Regions from separate parts of the Danio rerio genome. Here region 1 is linked to region 2. A link is a contact called in public Micro-C data. All regions are on one chromosome and are shown on one strand. The core of a region is the stretch at or near the end of the contact, and the rest is flanking DNA. Distances in the headings are between cores, read along the strand shown. Region 1 has its middle 19 kb from the start of gda. Region 2 holds the start of LOC110439812.

Region 1 (4,781 bases), core at 1,158-3,657, 120 kb before region 2:
ATTTAATTCACCTACCGCATGTCTTTGGACTGAGGGAAACGGAAGCACCCGGAGGAAACCCACGCCAACATGAGGAAAACATGCAAACTCCACACAGAAATGCCAACTAACCCAGCCATATTTTAACTTTGAAAAAGTCTGTTTTTACAGGCTTTAACTGTTTATCAAAATAAAAATAAATAAATATTTACAGAGTCTTTGGTAAAATGTATTTCTATGTGATTTGTTTAGTTGAAGAGGTAATAATTAGTTTCTAACCACGTGGAGGCGCTAGATACTGTTTTATACTGAACAACTCTGACTTCCGTCTACTGGCTTACAGTGATGATGTCTCGTTTACATGAATCACACTAATGATTTAGACACAAAACCATAAAATCTGAATCGATTTAGTGAGTGTGAGTCATATTTGACTCATTTTGTCCCAATGTTCTCATATCTGACACATTATCAATTAAAATGTCTCTAAGCGTGATGGTACTTTTTATATAATTTACTGCTAGTGTGTTGTTTTGTTTCTTAATGATTTGGAACAGTTACAGCATTATTTATAACATGTTGTATCTGTGTCATTTAAAGTTTGTAGCACCACATTGCCAGCATTCTCGTTCTGAGCTCTTTGTCTGTCTGGCTGGTCGGTCTTTTGTGTTTGGAAATGAATATCTGAACACACTGCTTAGTAAACAAATTATGCTGTCATAACAGGCAAACCTCAGACAGAATTCCCGAGCCTTCAACATTTTAGGTGTTTCTTTACAGAAAACATGTTTACTGCTTCTCAGAACAGAATGTACCCTATGAGGGACAGTTTTAGGACATTATTATGCTTTACAAAGAGATTCGAAGCAATAACAGAACATGGACATGTAAATAATATGATGATACCTTGTTAGTGTTCTTCATAATTTCATAGAGAGAGATTTATGGTTAAGCATATTTCATAGGTCAAAGTTTAATTCACTGATTTTCCTTCAGCTTAGTTCCTTTATTTATCAGGGGTCGCCACAGCAGAGTGAACCGCCAACTTATCCAGCATATGTTTTACACAATGGATTCCAGCTGCAACACATTACTGGGAAACACCTATACACTAACATTCACACACACACACACACACGTCTTTGGACTGTCAGGAAAACCTGAGAACCCAGAGGAAAACCATGCGAACATGGGGAGAACATGCAAACTCCAAAAAGAAATACCAACTGTACCAGCCGGGACTAGAAACAGCGACCTTCTTGCTGTGAGGCGACAGTGCTAACCACTGAGCCACCATGCTGTCCTCAAAGTTGAATGAAAAACAAAAACAAACAAATAGAAAAGTGATTGTTAGTGTTGATATATTAATGTAAAAGCAATACAAATAATATTTAAAAATACGATCTTAAATACTGCCATTTCATTGGCTGTTTCACTTGACATATTGACACGATCAAATGTCATACTTATTGTAAAGATTTTTGGCACCAATGCCCTTCCATACAAATCTTCATTCAGTAATTTTCCTTTGGCTCAGTCCCTTTATTCATCCGGGGTCACCACAGCAGAAGGAACCGCCAACTTTTCCAGCATATGTTTTACACAGTGGATGCCCTTTCAGCTGCAACCCAGTACTGGGAAACATCTATACACACTCATATACACACATACATTACAGCCAATTTTGTTATTTACCACATGTCTTTGGACCGCGAGGGAAACCAGAGCAACTGGAGGAAACCCAATACGAGGGGAGAACATACAAACTCCACACGGGAATGCCAACTGACCCAGCCAGAACTCGAACCAGTGAGCTTCTTGCTGTGAGATGACAGTGCTAACCACTGAGGCATCTTCAAAGTTTAATGAAAAAAAAATGAAAAAAAGAAGAGTGAGTGTTAGCATTGATATATCAAAGTAAAGCAATAACATTAAAATACGATCTTAAATACAAATACTGCAATTCTGTTGGCTGCTTCGCTTGACATCGCTTAACGTGATCAAATGTCTTATTGTAATGATTTTGGCACCAATACCCTTCCATATAAATCTTAACTATATTATATTCTCACTATGACAAACAACAACAGACTATAAATCACAATTAGGTTATTTTAATTTGCAGTGTTGTTCCTCAGTGTTATTCGCAGTGATTCTGTTTTACAGCAGTAAATATGTGGTATATGTGGTAAATAAAATGCAGCTTTCTGCGACAAGCGAAACTCTCTGTTTTTTTACCCCTAGCCCAAGGGCTTGAAATACAGACATCCAGCAAACAGCATTAAGTGCAGCTGTCAGAGAGCAGGCAGACGGAGAGAGTGTATAAACACGGGAGAGAGGAAGACAAAGAGGCTCACAGTAGGGAGAGAGAATGAGACTGAGCGAGAGGAACAGAACAGGCATGAGTGAAGCACATGTGAGGGGGCGGGGCTTAGCACACAGACGCGGCGGCAGCATGTGAATGAGGCAGGTCTGTGTGTGTGTGTCATAGGCTGTGACGTCATAAAACCCACACAAGCCCCGCCCACTTCCTGCCGTCAGAAGTGCTGAATCAGTCAGAGCTGGATCAGTCTGGCTGGGAGTTTCCTGGTTTAGACCACAGGAGTATGGCAAGCCGCGTTGACGATTTCATTCCCTGAATATGAAATTGTGACGTCAACAATTCAGTTTCTTAATCATCTTGATATATAGAACTGAAGTAGTACTTGTAAGAGTGACTGTTTCGATATCAGGAATTACATTTCCTCTAGTTAAAATATAAAAACAACGATGCCATCGTCAACAGAAACAAAATTTTTGATATCAAAGCTTAACCAGCGGAGGAAATAATAAGGTATACGCTTAAAGACTTTTAATTTTCAAAAAGCCAGCTCAAACACTGGTGAACATACACCAGGCCATAGCCAACCTGGTGAAAGGGGTCATTTTTTTTTCTCAAAAAGTGGACCTTTCTGCAGTTATTCACCTCATTTTCTATTAAATTGTGAAATGTAAGTACTACATTTTAAGCACTATTTTAGCTGGATTAGCTTGTGGGATGGCCATGAAAACCACACTTTTTAATGTAGCTAGCTACCAAAGATATTTCCTAAAGATTTAGATTAAACAATAATAGGCAAAATACCATTTAAATTCGATTTAATATGGTGCTTTAACCACCATTAGGTTCCAAGATTTTGAATAAAAGTTACTTGTAAAATTTTTCCTCCATTTAAAAACAACACAGTAGAGAAAGATGACTTCACTTATGCAGATTGTATGTTTTCTTGCAGCTGGTTGTTGGAAATAATTGTTTGCATTGGCCAAAACTGATTAGCCACAATGAAGCGACAGCCAACAGAGGATTCCGTTTGGTCTTAATGATTTTTTCTATGGGTTATTTTCACTATATATGATGCCATAAAAGTGAAAATAGGACAAATGAGTATGTATAGGGGTGACGCAGTGGCGCAGAAGGTAATGCTGTCGCCTCACAGCAAGAAGGTCGCTGGTTCGAGCCTCAGCTGTGTCAGTTGGCGTTTCTGTGTGGAGTTTGCATGTTCTCCCTGCGTTTGCGTGGGTTTCCTCTGGGCGCTCTGGTTTCCCCCACAGTCCAAAGACATGTGGTACAGGTGAATTGGGTAGGCTAAATTGTCCTTAGTGTATGAGTGTAAATGAGTGTGTATGGATGTTTCCCAGAGATGGGTTGCAGGTGTAAGGGCATCCGCTGCGTGAAACCATGTGCTGGATAAGTTGGCGGTTCATTTAGCTGTGGCGACCTCGGAATAACAAAGGGACTAAGGCGAAAAGAAAATGAATGAATGAATATGTTAAGGACAAATTTTTGGCCTTTGTCAGTGAAAGGTGGTGTTCCGAACCACCTGAAACCCCCTGGCTACAGGCCTGTACACTATTGTAGTTTTACAATCAGGTTTCTTTAAAAATCAATAATCTTCACTGCCTGATTGATATATGATATAAAGTAGATCTCAGACCGGACAAGAAGCACTGCATGAAATTCATATGTTCCATGTCTTGTCTTTAAAATATGGAAATTATTTAACCACAGCATTTTTTTATTTTATGCCGCGCTACATTTGTGGATGTGGAATTGCCCTCAGAATAACAACCTGAGACACAATTTCAAATAACTTGTTCATTAACAATGTCTTCAAAAGTTTGGTGGTAGCGCAGTACGTTGTGCTGTCGCCAAAGTCCTAAATTGGCTGAAATATTGATTTCTAAGTCTTAAATAATTTCAAATGATTTCAATCTTAATTTTCCAATGTCCATGTAAAGCTCCCCAATCAAGCCAACACCCATGCAGTCACCAACAACACATCTCAATAAAACTCTGAACAAAACTCTATTTAACAATATGGTTCCTCACAATAACATTTGTAAGTTCTCCATGTATTTGTGGACCATATGTGGTGAGGACACTGACCTGGAAAGACTGTTGTACATTTAGGTTATTATAGTTTTTAAAGCTTGTCAAAGAAAAGTATGTTTGGTTTGCTTGTTTTGACACATTATTTAAGTAGTTTGAATGTCTTAAAATGTATGTTTATTATGAGAACAGTGTAAACAACACAGCTTTTTTATACACTCAGACTTGTTTCCAGGCAGACTGGTTAAGATTGCTGCACACCTAACTGAAAATCCTGTATATTTAAACCAATTAGAGAACGATTAAGGGTTTGCAAAAGCGTTTCCAAAAAAGTGAGCCATATGCATCAGAGGTTTATCCAATGCTTGGCGTGACATTTAATTAAGACGGAGACTACAACATTAATGTCAAGTTAGCAATGCTTTGACATTGT
Region 2 (5,009 bases), core at 2,058-4,557:
CTCTTGTCCTTCCATGAGCATCGAAATCTCTCGCTCCCTCTTCTGCAGGTTATCCTTCAAAATCTCCATACGAGCTTGAGCTCCATCTAGTGGGCCATTTGACTCGGTGCTGTTCTGTTAAGGTTATTACTCAGATAATACACGTGCAAATATGCCTCACCATGAAAATCAACGATTGGTAAATACTACATGTCTTTCTTTCTAGCTCTCTTCAGAATTAACATGTTCTTCAGTACTGGAATGTGAATTTTCTCAGATTTTCTACCTGTTCTTCAGATGCTTTTTCTGATTCGTTCTTCTCCTGCAAGATCTCAAGCATCTCCTGGACCTTCCCCATCTCTGCCCTGGCCAAATGCAGCTCCTGCAGTGCTTGTAAAGAGAGAGATTACTCAAACCTCCTCTATAATTAATGCATATCTTTTTAATCAAATTTCTTCTTAAATCTAACAATATTAACCTCTAGATCTCTTACTTGATGCCTGGTGATTGTGAAGGAGATCCAAACGAGAGGAGAACAATTCCATCATCTTGTTCTGGAAAGGTTTTTATGGATGCTTTTAGCCAATTAAATAGGTAATCATGTAAAGCACTATGCTATATGTAGCATATCACAATATATGTATATATGCTATATGTAGCATATCACAATATGCTATGTTGCTTATTTAATACCATAACTTGATACCTTTTCTTTATCCCATGAAGCCAAGTCATTTTGGTTCCTTTCCTGAAGCATTGTATGTTGCATCTGAAGTCTTTCATTCAGATCTTCCAGAGTCTGACTCCAGGAGTACAGTATGATACAAGACAATCAATATATTATACAAATGTAATACTATACAGGACACTAATAATTACATCATGTTTTAGGTTCAGGACTGAGCTTGAAACCAGGATTAAATGCATTGTGGGAAAATCAAGAAAGCTCTTTATGACTCACCCTGACTTTCTCTTCCCAGTATGCATTTTTTCTGGCCACCTTTTCCTGGTAAATGTCTAGGACTCTCTTCAGAGTACTGAGTTTATTTTGGTAAAACGTCTTCATTTTATTAGCTGTTTTATCCTACACACAGACACATAATTAAACTTAAGTTTACATAAAATCACTGCATACTTTCTGATTCAAAATAAGTTTATCACCTGATTAACACGTGATGCAGTGAGAAAGTTCTCCTCCAGTTCTTGAATCATCTCCTGATGTCTGCTCTTCATGGCAATCATATCGTTTGTTATCTGTTGGCATGGTAATATTCACAGCCTTACCAAAATACATAGTATTGAAGCAGTTTCTGCATGTACATACCCAGAATTGTCAAAGAAGTTAACTATTAATGCTTAAAAAAAAATTTATTAAAAAAAAAAAAAACACTTTTGAGACTTTTAAGCCTACAAAATCAGTTATTTTTTGTGTAAAAATGAATCTAACTTCTTAAAATGAAGGTTCAGCCACTGGAGTCACATAACCTGCTACAATGTTTTAAAAAAAAAAACTTTTGCTGCCTAATTTTTTTGTTGTTGAATCAAATAAACCTTTCATGTGATCACTGGCATTAGTCAAACAAATAAGTTTAACTGAAGTATGACAGAAAACAAATATCGATATTTTATAGTGTAGTTGCATAGGATGTAAATGAAAGTGAAATATTGGATTTCAAATGGTTTCAGGATGTCTGATTTTATATATTCATGTCTTTACAGTAAGAATCGTTTTTCTTACTGCTACAGCTTTTTGTTGTCTGTTTCAGCACATTTTTACGGATTTGTCTATATGTTGCATGACGGTGCAAAGTTTCTTTTAGAAAGTCCTTTTAACTTTTAATCAAAGAATGTGTAAGAACATCGCCATGATGGACATTATCGAAGCAGTGAATCAAGTTTAGTTTCTCACAAAAAATAACAGTAAATTTTAGTTAGCTAATTTTATTGTGTTTACACATAGTTAATGACTTATTCCATACAGAAATCTGAAAAAATAGCCATATATGAACATATAGAAATATTAGAGGTAATATATCTGAAGATATACGTACATAGTAATTCCAACGATTGAAAAAAAAATATATGTTTATATTTTGGGCCAATTGGGGCAGACAGAATCTGTGAATATTTTTGGCTATTTCTGTAGAGAATTTAGTAAAAAATCTGTGGATTTATGTGGAATAATTTTGGGAGTATCTTAACTAAAAACTATGACATAAAAAAATGATATATGACATAAAAAATAATACCTTTTTACCTTTTATTTAATGATTACAATGCAAATCCCATTAGAACCACTTATTTGGAAAAACAAAGCAAGTCTCTTATATAATATCTACTGCAAGACCGAAAATATTACTTTACAAACTGTATTGTAAATAAATCATATGAACATTTTTAGTCAATAATATTACTGAAATCAAATTAAAAAACTGAATTAATAAAAATGTACACACATTTACACAAGTAAATAAATAGACTCAACGAGGGGTTAAAAATCTGTGGAATCTGCAGATTTCTGCACGTGCAGATTCTGTGTGGGTCATACATATTTTATATATGAGAAATCTAAACATGAACTGTATATATGCCATATAGGTATGTAATTTGCATATATTACCATAATATCATATTTCTTATGGGATGAGGCCATAAACATGCAACCTCTGGAGCGCATGACATTCAAAATGATATGGTAAATCCAACCACTTTAATGTATGCTTTGGTGTTGATTACTAGGCTAGTAAGCCTTTTTGATGGAGATTAAATATTTGGGAAAATAAAAGTTGATCAGAGAATCAGTATGAATTGTGGCTTTGAGTTGTTTCATAATAGGCCTTGCTCTCAGAAGAACCAAAAAGCACATGACAAGACATTTAACTTCACCCTGAGGCTCCAGGCCAACAGAGGGAGTGACAGACATGTGACTAATGCAGAACACTCCCAAACTCTACTCCAGAGTAAAAAAATATTGCATAAGCATGAGGAGTGATATCTACATACTTGAGTTATGCAAAGCTTGGCGGAGTCATATGGGATAAACATCTTGACATCCACAGGACTCTCATCTACTGGATGTCTTTTGCTTGCACTTATTGAAGATACCTTGGGTACTGTGATGGTAAATAGAATGAAAATGAAACAACTTCTGTTTGTGTTTATAAATCCTGAAACTCTACCAGCAGAACCTACCTTTGCGTTTTGTTTCATGGGGTCGGTCTGTTCCAATCCAGCGCCTGAATGCGTTCCATTTGACTCTACCTTTCCTTAGCCATGAGACCTCACATTTACCTGCACCTTCAAATATTAACACGCAGTTACTGTGACACTTCACTCATCTGGTTCTTTGGGAACCAGGAATTTTTTTTTTCATTTTTTTTTTTTTAATAGCTCTTTTTCTAGATGGTGGAATGAATCGGGTCTTTTTCATACCACTGATGTGTGCTAAACAATAAGAGTGTGTTAGATTTAATATAAGGTTAATTAACTACTTGTAAAAAAAAATCTGCTAAATTAAAAGTTTCCACATTTTGTGTTTTCCTTTTATTTATGGTTGTGCATTATGGGATGTTGATCTCTGCTCTGTTGATTTTTGATGTTGAAAATTTAACTCTACCTTTTAACAAAGAGACTTTTATTGACATTTTAGTAGTTAGAAATAATATAATGCACAAGAAATGATGTATAGAGAAGGAACAGAAAATGTAATGGCAGTTTATTACACTGTTTTGTAGTTTAATATACAACCCCAAATCACTTTTAAACTCTTAAAAATGTTAATAAAAGTCACTTTTTCTATCTTGTGAAGGTCAAAAGTAGTTGGTTGAACGATCAAAGTCCCATAATGCAATTCAAAAGCATAAATAAACAGGAAAAAAAGAAAAACAATATACAGACAACTGCTAATTCACATGAAGTTTAATTATAAAATAATTTTGAGAGGATCATGTGCTTATGATTGATCACGGTTTGTCCCACATTAGCCAATTCATGATACACCGATCAGATGATCACCATAAATAACCTAAGTTCCATATCACAGTCATCTTCATTTTGAAAAATACCCCCTTCCACCCCTACTCCTCCTCCTTTCTGGGTGGAATGGCCTCACAGTAAGAACATCAATGATTCTAGTACCAAGTCAGTCGACATTTCTGTGCGGCGTTTATGTGTTCTCTGCATGCTCATGTGGGTTTCCCCTGGGTCCCCTGGTTTCCTTCCACCATCCCAAAACATGCAAATTAAGTCAATTTGACTAATCCAAATCAGCACCATAGACAAGCTCCTAGTAAGCAGTTATCTATTCATAGCAATCCTTAATTGTTCATTAGCTACAAATAACAGGGGAGTTCTTGAGATCTACCTGAGCTCAAACTCCCCTCTTGCCTTGCAAATGAGAGGGAGCACAGGGCTCAGGGATCTTATGCAGGGCTCTCTTCCGGGACAGCATGCTAAACACACTTTATAATCAATCATCAGCTATTATGAACTCTTGAATTATATTTTTTACACTGTAGGTTGGCCATTTGGGAATTTACCTTTAGTGTACAACCAATTAAACAACACTATTGTTTGTAAACACATTAATTATCCTTTTTAAACATGCTTTAATGATATGATTTTAATATGTTATTTTATTTTACAAATTAATGTTTTTAGTTTTTTAATTTTATTGCATGTTTTTTTATTACATTAAATTTAAGGTGTTAACATTCAATTGAGTGAAAGATTATCACAAAGTAATTACTGTATGAACTTTATTAGGTAAAAAGTTTCATCCTTACTTTTTTATTAATCTTAATATTTGCACAATATCACGGAAAAAAACATTTTATCACTGCTTAAAAAGGACTGTACATGATAAAACACATTTGCTATGTTTAGCTATACATAGGGTTTGTTTAAATACAAAAATCACTTATTGTTTCTTCTTGATCAATCACTTATTGTCCCTTCTCGACATTTTCATTGGCTTAAACATCACGCTGAATCGTTTGTTCCAGTTGTGCTTGCTTAAAAGATACAAAAAA

Evidence for each region. A called contact is a pair of places that touch in the nucleus more often than the background predicts.
Region 1: a contact with region 2 is called in a Micro-C map of caudal fin, with 3 times the contacts expected there. The contact joins the enhancer-like site here to the promoter of LOC110439812 in region 2. A contact is called at or near these places in 3 of 18 Hi-C or Micro-C datasets (caudal fin and embryo).

The regions. Positions count from the first base shown.
Region 1 is chr5:26,325,782-26,330,562 of GRCz12tu, reverse strand. No RefSeq gene overlaps it. Among named protein-coding and RNA genes, the nearest start is that of gda, 19 kb to the left of the region's middle. Within about 2 kb of position 2,407, at least 57 of the 62 cell types and tissues checked have an H3K27ac peak or open chromatin away from gene starts, as enhancers often do. A contact at or near this core is called in caudal fin, where this site is marked.
Region 2 is chr5:26,201,857-26,206,865 of GRCz12tu, reverse strand. It overlaps LOC110439812, which reads right to left and starts at 3,307. Exons shown (of 20, transcript XM_073952170.1): 1 at 3,172-3,307; 2 at 2,983-3,092; 3 at 1,141-1,233; 4 at 941-1,063; 5 at 686-778; 6 at 473-533; 7 at 266-369; 8 at 1-114. The coding sequence starts at 3,024. It overlaps kifl (kinesin family-like), which reads right to left. Exons shown (of 4, transcript NM_001423205.1): 4 at 4,786-4,991. The coding sequence ends at 4,960.